2 separate regions of the Oryctolagus cuniculus genome follow, and region 2 is linked to region 1. A link is a contact called in public Hi-C data. All regions are on one chromosome and are shown on one strand. Each heading gives the region's core, a stretch centred on a gene start, on an enhancer-like site or on the middle of the called end of the contact. The rest is flanking DNA. Distances are from core to core; before and after follow the strand shown. Region 1 holds the start of SOS2 (SOS Ras/Rho guanine nucleotide exchange factor 2). Region 2 holds the start of KLHDC1 (kelch domain containing 1).

The links. Hi-C and Micro-C count contacts between places; a contact is called where the count stands out from the background.
Region 2: a Hi-C map of psoas muscle shows a contact between it and region 1, with 6 times the contacts expected there. The contact joins the promoter of KLHDC1 here to the promoter of SOS2 in region 1. A contact is called at or near these places in 2 of 6 Hi-C or Micro-C datasets (psoas muscle and an unstated tissue).

The regions. Positions count from the first base shown.
Region 1 is chr12:25,885,529-25,892,331 of mOryCun1.1, forward strand. It overlaps SOS2 (SOS Ras/Rho guanine nucleotide exchange factor 2), which reads left to right and starts at 4,243. Exons shown (of 23, transcript XM_002718299.5): 1 at 4,243-4,688. The coding sequence starts at 4,602.
Region 2 is chr12:26,369,965-26,376,767 of mOryCun1.1, forward strand. KLHDC1 (kelch domain containing 1) reads right to left here and starts at 4,355. Exons shown (of 14, transcript XM_070053695.1): 1 at 4,127-4,355. The coding sequence starts at 4,222.

The DNA of each region.
Region 1 (6,803 bases), core at 2,993-5,492:
GAGCATGATTTTTAAAAAATTAGTCATGGAATTTCATAAAAAATTACAGTTCCTCCTGAGAAGACATTTTTTGATGCTCTGCATGCAGGGGTGGGCTTTCTCAGTTTGAGTCTCATTGAAGGGTCAAAGGGCAAAGGATCACCTGAGCACTTGCTCTGACTTCTTTGATGCAGATGAACTGTGAGAAAAACAGCCAGCAATGGCAATGAACCATGGCAGTGAAGGACAACAACATTTATTGTTTCCTGTGGTATTGCTTTGGTTTGCTGCTGACTGGCAGCACTTGTAGCTTTAAATAAATTGAGGAAGTATGAGAGAGTAAATGGGAGAAATGTTGAGTAAGTCCTAGCCAATGTTTTTCAATGAGAGATTTATGGTAAGTATTAACTGCATTTTAAAACCTAGGATTTGCTTGGGTCATTCGAATGATCTCCCAAAAAATAACTCTACATTTCAAAAAAAGCATGCAAAGTTGCACCAAATTATTACCACAGTAGTTAGAATATTAATCTTAGTTTAAATTTTATGATCGAACTTTTTATTAGACCCTCCCTCTTATAGTATGCACAGGCTTAATACTTGCATTTTTTTCACACTTGAAGCAAATATATATAAGGAACTCAAAATTTTTCATGAAGTTACTTTTAACTAAGCAATATGTTGAATAAATACTGCATTTATGTGGTTAAAAATTCAAAAGTCACAAAAAAGTACACAGTAAAGTCTCTCCCTGTCCTCCAGCCACCGTTTTCATCCCTGTGGCAACAGAAATCTTGTGTGGCATTGCAGATAAATAATTTATAATAAAATACAGTCTCTTTTTAAAAAAAAATATGAGTGGTACCATATTCTATTCTGTATTGCATAAGTATGGCCTGTTCTTTCCACTTTGCAGCACATCTTGGAGAATGTTCCACAGAGGTTTGGTTATTTTTAACTAGATGGAAGATACTCCCCCTCCCCCTCCCCCTCTCCCTCTCCCTTGTGCGCTCTCTCTCTCTTTCCCCCTTCCTCCCTTTCAAATAAAATAAAAACAAAAACTTAAAAATATTTTATTTTCCCACCAATTATATATTAGGGTGCCTGTTTCCCCATATCTTCACCATCATAGTGTATGATCAACCATTTTGATTTGTGTTATTTTAATTGGTAAAAAATTAAGTGTAAAAATTAACAATGTAATTTAAATTTGCAGTTTTCTTTTTTTAAAATATACATATATTTATTTGATAGGTAGTTACAGATTGAGGGAGGGAGAGTCAGAGAGAGGTCTGCCATCCGCTGGTTCACCCCAAATGGCCACAACAGCTGGAGCTGGGCTGACCCAAAGCCAGGAGCCAGGAGCTTTTTCTGGGTCTTGCTCATGTGTGCAGGGGCTCAAGCACTTGGACCGTCTTCCACTCCTCTCCCAGGCCATTAGCAGGGAGCTGGATTGGAAGTGGAGCAGCCAGGACTTGAACTGGTACCCTTATGGGATGCCAGTACCGCAGGTGGAGGCTTAGCTTACTATGCCATAGTGCCCACCCCAAATTTGTAGTTTTTTAATGAGAGTAAGCTTCAGTATTTTTAATGTGTTTAAGAGACATTTAGGTTTCATTTTCTGTGAACTGTATTTTCATATCTTTTATCCTTTCCCCCATTAATTTAATTTTTTTTTTTTTTGACAGGCAGAGTGGACAGTGAGAGAGAGAGAAAGAGAGAAAGGTTTTCCTTTGCCATTGGTTCACCCTCCAATGGCCGCCGCGGCCAGCGCGCTGCGGCCAGTGCACCGCGCTGATCCGATGGCAGGAGCCAGGAGCCAGGAGCCAGGTGCTTCTCCTGGTCTCCCATGGGGTGCAGGGCCCAAGCACTTGGGCCATCCTCCACTGCACTCCCTGGCCACAGCAGAGAGCTGGCCTGGAAGAGGGGCAACCGGGACAGAATCCGGCGCCCCGACCGGGACTAGAACCCGGTGTGCTGGCGCCGCTAGGCGGAGGATTAGCCTAGTGAGCCGCGGCACCGGCTATTTTAAATTTTATTTGTAAAACCTTGCCTATATGTTAAAGAAATTAACTCTTCAAAGATGAGCTACAGATATTTTTTTCCAGTTTGCTATTTGCCTTTTGGCTTAGTTTATGGCTTTCTTTTTAAAGTTGAATTTATCTCTCTTCTAGATTTTGTGTCATATGAAAAGGTCTTTTGTACTCTGAGCTTATAACTTTATGGCTTTATTTCTGACAGTTAAATCTTTGACATATCTGGAATCTATCCTCGTGTCGAGTGTGGGTATGAATCTAATATTTTTTTCTGGATGGCTCATTTGTCTGGTTGGGGAACTCTTCTGGTGTCACTCTTGGATGATCCCACATGGATCATATTTCCAGCCCAGAGATCACAACTCAGGCGCCTGCAGAGACGGCGCAGGTTACATAAAAGAGTGAGCAGTGCCAGGTGGGGAGGACAGCCAACTGGAAATGGGATGGCATACTTTTCTAAAGAGGGTAGCCACTACCTGCGCCTGCTCAGTATTCCCTTGCGTAAATGCCGTAGGACTCCCTGTAGCTGGATCTTTGTCAAGAGAAGCTGGAAATACACATTTTTATATGTAATCTCTGGGTTGTAAAATGTGAACCACAATGTCAAAAACTTAAATACAACCTTGGCCAAACAAAATATGTCTTCAGGCCAGATCTGCCCTAGAAAAAGCCTTCTAATATCCTTGGCCAAGAATGAAACTTACCACTAACAACTTGACTCTCCCAGGAGAAGATACAGCGACAGCCTGGTAGTTTATGGCTGGGGGCTGGGAACAGGAGAGAGATGTGAGGACACTGTATATAAGCAGGTCTTAGCCCTCACACACTAAGATTAATTGTAGAAATACAAGCTTCCACTATCCCAAGTGCGGGGAATGTGGATGTGCCCATTTATTACACGACATTCTTGACTCATTGGGTACTTGATTAAAAATGATCTCTTTAAGTTTTCCCACTCTGCCCTTTTGATTTTGCCAAGCTGAACACACGATGCGTTTTTGGGGGGAGGATAATTGTTCAGCCACTGGTCCTGGGCCTGAAATTGTGGCACAGACTTGGTTTTTTGGAGCTTGTCTTTCCCTTCCTCACTGGTGGCCAGGGACAGGGCGTGAAGGACTGATTGTCCTCTTTACAGCAGGTTAATAGTCATGTGCTCAGTATCTTTCATGAGATGGAATTTGTGCTAATCATACAGTTTCCAGAGTCTATGCTTCTTCAACTTGGAAAAGCTTAAGGTCGGAGATCTTACTGGGAGTTGCTAACGAGTAAATACCTCCTCGCAGGATCGGATCCAGATTCGGTAGGACCCGAAGCCTACACAAAGTGGAGGATAGATTAATAGCTCAAAAATATCTACTGATTTTTTTTTTAATGATCTGATTTTGTGAACACACAGGGGCCTGTGCAAGTGAGGGACCTTTCACTTCAAGCTTGATGGACGTCATTGTCATTTGCCACTTCTGGCCCTGCCACCGAGGGCTAAGAGATTTCCAAGCCGTCTCTTCTCGGCTCCCCACAGCATCACCAAGTGAAAGTTACCGTCTCCTATATCCAAAGGAGCCAAGTCCGCCACAAACACGTTAATTACAGTGTCTAACCCCAAAGCCCTTTTCCCTCACCAACCCTAGACCGTCTCCCACCACCGCAGTCCACGGACTCCTCAAGAGCCGCACCGAATCGCGATTGCCTTGGGAAGCTAGAGGGGAGGAAGAAGAGTATGCGTAAAAAGAGTCAGTAACTTTGCCGAGTCTGTCTGGAATAGGCGAAGCTCCCGGGAGAGGCGGACCCCCCGGCGGGCCCCCTGGCCCCAGCACCTCCGCGCCTGGCCGGCGCCGCTGCCAGCTCCGCGGCGCGCATGCTCCGTGCGGGGCTTCTCCGGCGGCCGGGGACGATGAGTGCCGGGCCGAGGGGGCGGGCCGAGCTGCGAGTGCGGGGCCCCGGAGCTCGTCTGCGGCCTCCGCGCTCTCTGCGCCGCTGCTGAAGGGGCGGGGGCGGCGGCGGCGGCGGCGGCGGCGGCCAGCTCCGTCCGCGCGAGTGTGGCTCTCCCGCCCGACGCGCGCGCCCCGTCAGTCCGCAGGGCCCTCTGGAGGTGACTCGGGCGGGCAGGGCTGGGCCGAGCCGGGCGGTGTTGCGGGCCGAGAGGGCGGGGATGAGGCGATGAGGAGACGAGCAGCAGCCGCCGCCGCCGCCGCTCTCCGCCCGCCGCGGCCGTAGCGGGAGTCTGGGCGGGGGTGAGGCCGGCTGAAACCTTCAGGGCTTCGGACCCAGACAAAGGAGGAGGAGCCGCCCGAGAAGCCGGCCAGCGCCGCGGCGAAAGGAGGTCGCCACCGGGGGTCGCCCGGGCTCGCGGGCCGCGGCGCTTCCTCTGAGGGAGCTGCGCGACAGCGGGGCCGCCCGGGCCGAGGAAGCCGTCCCCGGGTCCCCGCCCGCCCGCCCGCCGGCGCCGCCTCCCAGCCGCCTGGGCCCGGGCGGCAGGCGGCGGCCGCCGGCGAGGCGAGGCGAGGCGGCCCGTGCCCTGCCTGTCAGGCCATCGGCCCGGCCCGGCCCACGGGCCGCCCCCGATGCGGAGGCGCTGCTGCCGGGGCCATGCAGCAGGCGCCGCAGCTGTACGAGTTCTTCAGCGAGGAGAACAGCCCGAAATGGCGGGGATTGTTGGTCCCGGCCCTGCGGAAGGTCAGTGCTGGGGTCGGGACGGCCGAGGGAAGGGCCGGGGCGGCCGCGGGCTGCATCGGCGCAGCGGGCGGCCGAGGTGTCCGGCACGGGGGCCCCCTGGAGGGTCTGCCGGGGCGCAGCTCGTCCTCCGAGGGCTCGGGACCCCGGGGCCGAGCTGTGTGTTTTTGGCTGGCGACGGGAGGGTCAGCGATTGCCCGTTGCATCCAGAAAGACCTTTTCTCAAGTTTTTTTTTTTTTTTTTTTTTTTTTTTTTTTTTTTTTTTTTTTTTTTTTTTTTGCCTGATCCCGGAAGGAAGGTTTTGTTATGATCATAAAACTGGATTTCATGTTGCAGTCGTTTCGAAAGGCAACTTCCGCCGTTGACCAATTTGTTGTCCTCGGGCTGAATTCGGCACGAGAAGGTCCCGCTGGCGTTCAGACAGTTTCTGAAACAAAAACACCTTTTGGGGGCGGGGTAATGACTTTGGGGGGCAGCCCCCCGTAGGCAGTGTGCTGGTCTAAGGGTCCCACTGCCGGAGAGGCAGAGCTTTTTTGTTTTTGTTTTTTGGTAGCCCGGCTCTTTAGCCCGTGTGTGAATGTCAGTGAGTCAGGATTCTCACCTTTGCAGCTCTCAAGGTGAACTTAAAGCGCCTCCCGCTTCCTGCCAAAGGTGTCTTACAGAAGATTTCCCTTAAAGAATTCCGTGCGTGTCTTCCCTAGGTGCGATGGAGGACTCGGAGGGATTTTAAGGAACAAACCAGGGGCAAGCTCATCGAAATCCATCTTTGGAGTTTGAGTGCATTGCTAGGGCGCATCTCTTCGGGAGGCCGCGGCGTCAGGCTTCCTCTGTGATTTTAATTACTAATCACACGGTCATTTTTATAAGAAATCCTTTTTGAGGTCCAAGCACATTGGAAGGCCGTAAATGGCAGCTGAACGTGGGCTCCCTTTGCCCTTGATGCAAACTTAGTCCCTTCTGCCTTCTGTGCCAAGTAAGAAGGAATATAAAATAATAAAAACGTAAAAGACAGCGCTTGGAAAATAAGTCTTTGCACATTCAGTTTCATAAATGAAAGTAAGACATGTGTTTTAAAGGTAAAAACATTGTCCTCATGCATTTGAAGTTTCAGATTTTCCTTCTCACAAAGACTTGTTGCTGCTTCTCGTGGAGCAAACACCAAGTCCTGTGTTTTTAGAGAACTTGGTGGAGGTGACTGAGGGGGCTGCAGAGTTATTTCACTGCTAGAGCAAGTGCTAAAGCGGGACATTAAAGTGACTTTTCTTCCATGTACAGCCCAGTTCTGTACAGAAAGGGAAAGAAATGGAAAGTGTGCTGAGTAGTGATAATGAAACCTGGCCTAAATTAAAAAGAGGGAAATGCTTAGATATTAATTAGCCCTGCTGCCACACAGAAGTGTGAGTGCGGTTGTCAGGCAGGCCTTATGGGTAGCATTGGGACACAGGTGTATAACCGTTAGTACTTTCTGGTAGCAAATGGCATTGGAGTGGGTGTTGCATGATTTACTTAATTGGTAGCTTTGACTCTAATAATTCTTCATGTACTGATACAGATTAATTTTTCAGATTGAGCTGGAAACAAAGCTAGGACTAGCATCCCATCCTAGTACATTGCTTTGGTGCTGTTACTTTGCATTTGTATGTCCTACTTGTTTCCTGGAATATAGGTACCTTATGTGGATACTATGTTGTCATATGCTACATTTATGGTATTGTCTATGCCTAAGAAATAAATACATCTAAGAAAGTTTAGTCTTTTGAGGCAAATACAAAACAAACAAACAAACAAAAAAACTTAGAGGCCGGTGCTGCGACTCACTAGGCTAATCCTCCGCCTTGCGGCACCGGCACACCAGGTTCTAGTCCCGGTTGGGGTGCCGGATTCTGTCCTGGTTGCCCCTCTTCCAGGCCAGCTCTCTGCTGTGGCCCGGGAGTGCAGTGGAGGATGGCCCAGGTGCTTGGGCCCTGCACCCCATGGGAGACCAGGATAAGCACCTGGCTCCTGCCTTCGGATCAGCGCAATGTGCCAGCCACAGCGCGCCGGCCGCGGCAGCCATTGGAGGGTGAACCAACGGCAAAGGAAGACCTTTTTCTCTCTCTCTCTCACTGTCCACTCTG
Region 2 (6,803 bases), core at 3,105-5,604, 480 kb after region 1:
TTGTAGTCTTTTTTTTTTTTTTTTTTTTTTTTTTTGCCAGGTAGAGCTATAGACAGAGAGAGAAAGAGAGAGGTCTTCCTTCCATTGGTTCACCCCCCAAATGGCCGCTAGACATTTACCTTTAAATGATATTTATTCTACATGCTCTTTTGCACATTTGTTTCCAATTTTAAAATTAAGTGAATAAACTGTTAAGAAATGACTAAGCAGCTCAAAGAATCACTAGGAAGGCTGGAGGGCCAGAGGCTGAATTATGGTCCCTGTGCCACAGAACAGTCAGCAGTCACCGGCGAGCACCACATGCAGCCTGCAGCACTGCCTTGCACACCAAAATTCTATCGTAGAGTACAAATCCTGTACAGGTCTCCGTTTTTAAACATCTTCATTCCTAAATCCAAATCTAGTACAGATTTCTCTCAACAACAGAGTCCAAGCCGCTTGTCAAAACCTAGCTGCAAGTGAGGCTGGAAACCTGGTCTTCCCATTCAAGTTCTTTTTATTGGATACTTACTCCTAATTATAACCAATTCTAGACACTAAGGATACAAGAGAACAAACTACCTATAGAATTTACCTTCCATGGGAGTGGTAGGAGGCAGTGTGACAACTAAAATAAATAGCCAGACAAGACTCACTCATGAGGGAACACCACAAATACAAAAAGGAGGTTCCAACTCTGACATGAAACAAGAATGATAAATGTCTCCTGTAGGACATACCATTTATGAATATATAAAGGCAAACAATTAGCTTAAAGAAGATACACACTGGTAAACCTCTGTTACCCAATTTTTTATTCCCATTACCACTGTTTTAGTAATTCATTTCCCTATGCTGTCCACCCCAATTTTTTTTGGGGGGGGGACAGGCAGAGTTAGTGCAGTGAGAGAGAGAGACAAAGGTCTTCCTTCTGTTGCTTCACTCCCCAAATGGCTGCTATGGCTGGTGCTGCGCCGATCCGAAGCCAGAAGCCAGGTGCTTCTCCTGGTCTCCCATGCGGGTGCAGGGCCCAAGCACTTGGGCCATCCTCCACTGTCTTCCCGGGCCACAGCAGAGAGCTGGCCTGGAAGAGGAGCAACCGGGACAGAACTGGCGCCCCAAATGGGACTAGAACTCAGAGTACTGGCGCTGCAGGCAGAGGATTAGCCTAGTGAGCCGCAGAGCCAGCCCCCAAAATTTTTAAAATTTTGCAAATTAGACACAAAAAAATCTCACTCTCAGGTGCATTTTTTTGATTCACATCACACTTTTCTTTTGTAAACAGTTGTGCTGATGTATGTCCCATTTTCCGTGGAGACAATGATTTTTTATAGGATCTTGGCCTATCGGCTATGCTACAAATATCTTCCCACTGTCTTCTCATTTTGTGGTGTTTAAAAACCAGTTTTGAATCTTTTCAAAGTTCATCTTGCAACCTTTTCCTTTATAGTATTTTCCCCAAACCAGATTTCTTTTTCTAGTTCAAGATTTCCTAAGTCATGTGTTCTCTTCCAGTATTGTACGGCTTATTCTTCTATACCTTAAAGCTTCAGTCCTAAGATCCCAGGAATATCTTCATTCAGCGATCCTAGGATCATTCATTTCATAAATCAGTATTTCTCCAAGCTTAAAATTCTATCCCTTACGTACAAAATACACTTATAAGCTTGGATGTTCATGTAATTTCTTGCTGATTCTATCATGCTCTCTCTACTTGCATCACGACCAGTAGTTTAGTTATTATGGAATCATGTTTTAACATCTGATACATATGCTGCTCTTTTCAAACATTTTCTCAATTGATCCCTTCTTTAAGTCCATCCATATTCACTACAGAAATACATAGTATACATTACAGAAAATACACAGTACTTTCCACAAGGAAAAGTTCAGAGCAAAATGTAGTATTATGGAAATAATTGTATTATGGAAATAAAACCGTTCAAATACTTAAGGCTGTGAGAGAAAAACAGACCATCTATGAACTTGCTAAGCCGCTGAGCTGGCCCTTCAACATCTGGGAAAACTCACCTAACTCTCACGCTTCCTAGTGGCAGAATTGTCGTGAATTTCAGTAATGTTAAAAGAATGCATAGCAAGATCCAGAATATTCTGGCATCAACCAGAATCTGCCACTTGCCTTTGGCAGTTCTCTCTAGAAGCAGGGCTATTTTCAGATACAATGGACTTCAGAATGTGTCTGTCAACAGAGCAGTAGGCTATTTAGACATGAACATTTTAGGATTAACACACGCCATGTTAAATGAAGAGGAAAATCACGACTGGAAGAAGCCAATCTTTATTCTTTACCACGGCCGCTGGAATACCTCCAGGTTGCAGGGCCCCTGGCTGTCTTTGGTTCTGAAGGGTCCTACTTTTCCACAGGACGTGCCTTGTCTTCATTTCTACCTCCCACACTTCCTTTCCTTCCACTAGGCGTCAGGCACTAACTGCTGATGATCCCTGGCATTTAAACAGCAGAAGACTCAGGACCTAAATCTTGTACTTCCCAGGGCTGGCCTTACAGCACATCCTGATTAGATCAGGGGACGGCAGGGTGTTTCAGATCAGTAGCTGTTACCCAAAGAACTGGAATCTTATCAGTTATACAACTGTCAAGATTAAAATGACTTGTAAAATATTGAGGTCCCCAAATATGCACTGATATGAGACATTTCATTTATGGGCTCAAATCCAATCCACACAGACACAGATGGGGGACATTATAGATTACTGTTTAAATCCTTTTCTCCCACTTAATTATTACAGTATTAGGAATGATATGGGAAGTGTGACACCTCTGTATCTTGAAGTGGCAGAGTTCAAAAATAGTCAACATATTTCTTACACCCACCATCATCATTCTATCTAGATTATTTTTTCACCAAGAGCAAATAGTGAAAATATTTGATCTAGCTCTCTGCTATGGCCTGGGAAAGCAGTGGAAGATGGCCCAAGTGCTTGGGCCCCTGCACCCACGTGGGAGACCCAGAAGAAGCTCCTGGATCCTAGCTTGGGATTGGTGCAGCTCTGACCATTGCGGCCATCTGGGGAGTGAACCAGTGGATGGAAAACCTCTCTTTGTTTCTGCCTCTCTCTGTGACTCTTTCAAATAAATAAAAAATAATTCTTTAAAAAAAATCAAATGACGATGAAAATGACTCTCACTGATTCATCGTCCTCATTTATAGAATGAGGATATCACCTACCTCCCAGGGTGATAGGATTACTCAAACTAAGGGAGATGAGTACCTAGTATAAGCCAGGTATAGTAAGCACTGAGATTAGCACTAATTTTCCCATCCTGATACTGCACTAAATTAAGAACACACACACAAAACCAACCAGGATCTGAGGCTTCTTCAACACACATAGTATGTACTTTATTTCAACGTGGGGCAGTCGTAGTACAGCTCCGTCACAACAGATTCGGAACACAAGTCACAAGTAATAGTTTCAGTGGCTACTTTCTAAAACCTGCCAACTCGGGAGGCTGGCATACAATACTGACTTGTTTTCCAGCCGTAGGATGCTTCTATGATCCTACGATGCTTCAAACAAAAACACACGCGTTCAAACCTCCACTGTAATGTTAAGCCATTACACCCTATAGTGGCGCTAATGCGGGAACTTCGAGGCTCAAGGAAACAAACAAAAAAATCGTTAACGATCCACTAGCAAAGAAATGCCACTAAAAATAGCTTAGAAATACTTAAACGCTTCGGTGATTTCGGTATTTTATTTCGGATCCCGCACAAGATAATTATTACAGCACTCTGTCCTCAGCTCCGCTTAAGTCTGCACCGGGAGATTTTAAAGACGACAATTAATCGCGCTTAACTGACTGTCGGGCCAGCGGGGGTTACTGGACAGCTCGGGGGGGTGGGCGCAGGGTCGCAGGAGCCCCCGGAACACCGGCTTGAGGGCTCCCACAGCGGAAGCAACGGCGGGGCGGCGGCGGCCCTGGAGCGGCAGGGACAGCGGCGGGAGGCGGAGCGGCCGGCGGGGCGCGGGGGGCGCCGGACCCCGGCCCGAGACGCGCCCCCGCCTCGGAGCGGCTGTGGGCGGGCGCTCGGCGTCCACTCAGGCCCCCGCCGGGCGGGCGGGCCCCGGCGCGAGTCCGCCCCGTCCCGCCTCTTCCCCTTACCACGTAGCCCCCCCACACGTAGAGGAAGTTTCCGTCCACCACGGCGCAGTGGCCGCTGCGCTCCTCGGCCACGCAGAACAGCCGCGAGTCCGCCATCCGCGCCGTCGCTCGCTCGCCGGCCACTGGGCGCGCCGCAGCCCCTGCCCGCGGCGCGGCCTCTCCTCGCGTCCCGGCCCCTGCACGCACAAACGGAACGCGCCGAGGGTCGAGATTGGTGGGAAGGCGGAGCCAGTGCGTCTGCGCCGTGCCGCGGCCGCTCGCCGGGGAAGCGGAGCCGGGCGCCCTGGCGCCGAGAGGCGGCGGGGTGGTGCCGGTGGTGGGGGGAGATGGCGCCGGGGCTTGAACCCCTGCCACCTGCTTGGGAGTTGGGGGTGGAGTCTGTTAGCCTAGTGAGGGGCTCCTGTCTCCTTCCCAGTGACCAGGATGGCAAGCTACGCCCCTTTTCCTCGCATTCCTTGGAAACGGATCGGCCAAGAAGTCCCTGTGTTCCTACTTTTGCAGTGTCTCGAGCGTGTCCCGTTCTCTCCACGCCCATGGCCGACGCCCCCACTTGAGACCCCAATGCCTCCAGCCGGTAGTGATTGTGTTCTGTTCTACAGCAGGGCGACTGGAGTTCACAAAAACGTATGCTTCAAGATAGCGAGGAGAGGGTTGTAATGTTTTCACCACGAGGAACTAACAGATGTGTGAGCTGATGCCCATTCCCCTAATTCGATCGTTCACAACACACTTGTGGCCCATGGGGTTATATTTCCTGTGTCTTCTGATCGGTTATACGCGTCGTTAAAGCAGACCTACTGGGTTTTGTGTTCAGGGATAGGTCCACAGCATGAAGCACAGGTGCATGCCAGGTATTCAGTACTTAGTGAAAATTGTGGTTAACTAGAGAAGATGAGATTCTGAACCAAAGGCTGTGACCCTGGAGATGAAGCTGAGAGACTGAGAGACGCATAGAATAAACAAGGTGTAGACCATCAGCCCTTCACCTTGGGGTGGGTGGATTTGGGAACTCCAGAGCAGCCTTCCGACCCGTGAGGACGATGTATGTGTGTGTGCCCTTGTCTCACAGGGAAGACGGTGAGCGCTCCTCAGCTTTGTGGGGCAAGGGAGGAGAAGTCAAGGTGACTTCGGGAGGGGTGATAAGTTCCTTTAGGGGCGTATTGAATTGGCGTTGAAGCCCAAGGGACAAAGGAGCTGGACATAAGGATTTTGGAGTCAGCAGCATATAATTATTCATTCAAGTATTGGACCTGTATGAGCCATAGGGGAAGTCGTTGAAAATTTATGGGAGAAAGGAAATCACTGGAAATGGGGGGGGGGGCAGAAATCACTGTTAGATTGTAAGAAGAAACTGGGCATTTGGATAAATTTTTCCTTTCCAATTCTTAATATGAAACATATCAAACATACAGAAAAGCAGAAAGAATAGTTTGAGGAATGTTACCGGTCAGGAGGGGAGGGCAGTTGCTGGAGTGAGTCTTCAGGGTTCTTTTCCTCAGCTCAGTATTGAAGTGAAAAGCCAGGAAACAATTTGCAAAGAGGCAGAAACTTTTGTTTGATTGACAAGTGACAGAGAAAGTGTCTGGTGGAGAGGAGACCAGGCGGAGTGCCCGAGCGGGGCACTGGCTCTGGGGAAGTGTCCTGGGTTTTTAAGGCATTACTATCTGTTCATTGGGTTATCCTGTTGGAGGTTCCCATTGGACTAGGGGTTTCACATAGGTATGTCGATTAGCTTGGGGCTCAAGGAGATAGCGGGGGTCTTCGGGAGACTCTTTAGGGGCTCAGCGCCCTCCTCTGCTAGCTCTGGGTGGAAGATTGCAACTAACTCAAAGGCATGGTTTAAAACCACAAGGTCACACAAGATAGCCAAGGTCTCTTGGAGCCAGTCCAGCTCTCCCCAGGTACTCAGCCCCTTCCCCTGCCAGCTCAGGGTGAAAGCTTGCACCCACCCTGGAGGTGTGATTTAAAGCTGCCAGGTCACACCGGCAGCACAAGAAGCTGTTAGTGGGGGAGATGCCAGTTGGCCTGGAGACAGGCTTTCCAGCCACAGCTGGCAGCCGGCTTGTGCAGGACGTTCTACCTGTGTCTGAGGGGCCCACAGACCCCCAGCCCCACTGGCCGGCCTCAAGGAATACCCATTACTTAGGTTTAATAACACTATTGCTAGTTTTACATTTGTTTGTATGTAGGTATGTACGGTTTTCATTTTGGTAGGCATGTTAAACTTCAGTATATATTTTCTAAAAATTGGAACACTCACATATCCACCTAAGAAAACTAAGTTGTTCTTTAATATAATTTATCTGCAATCCATATTCAGGATTCTCAAATTCAGGGGCCACCTTGTGGTACAGTGGATAAAACTGCCACCTGTGATGTTGGCATCCCATATGGGTGGTGGCTCCTGTCCTGGCTGCTCCACTTCTAATCCAGCTCCCAGCTAATGGCCTGGGAAAGCAGCGGAAGATGGCCCAAGTTCTTGGGACCCTGTGCCTATGTGAGAGACCTGGCTGAGTCTCCTAACTCCTGGCTTTGGATGGGCCCTGCTCCTGCTGTTGCTGCCATTTGGGGAGTGAACCAGCAGATGGCATTTCTCTCTCTCTCTCTGCCTTTCAAATAAATAAATTTTTTGTTTTGTTAAAAAAAAAAAAAAGATTACTAGAGAGAAGGGGAGAGA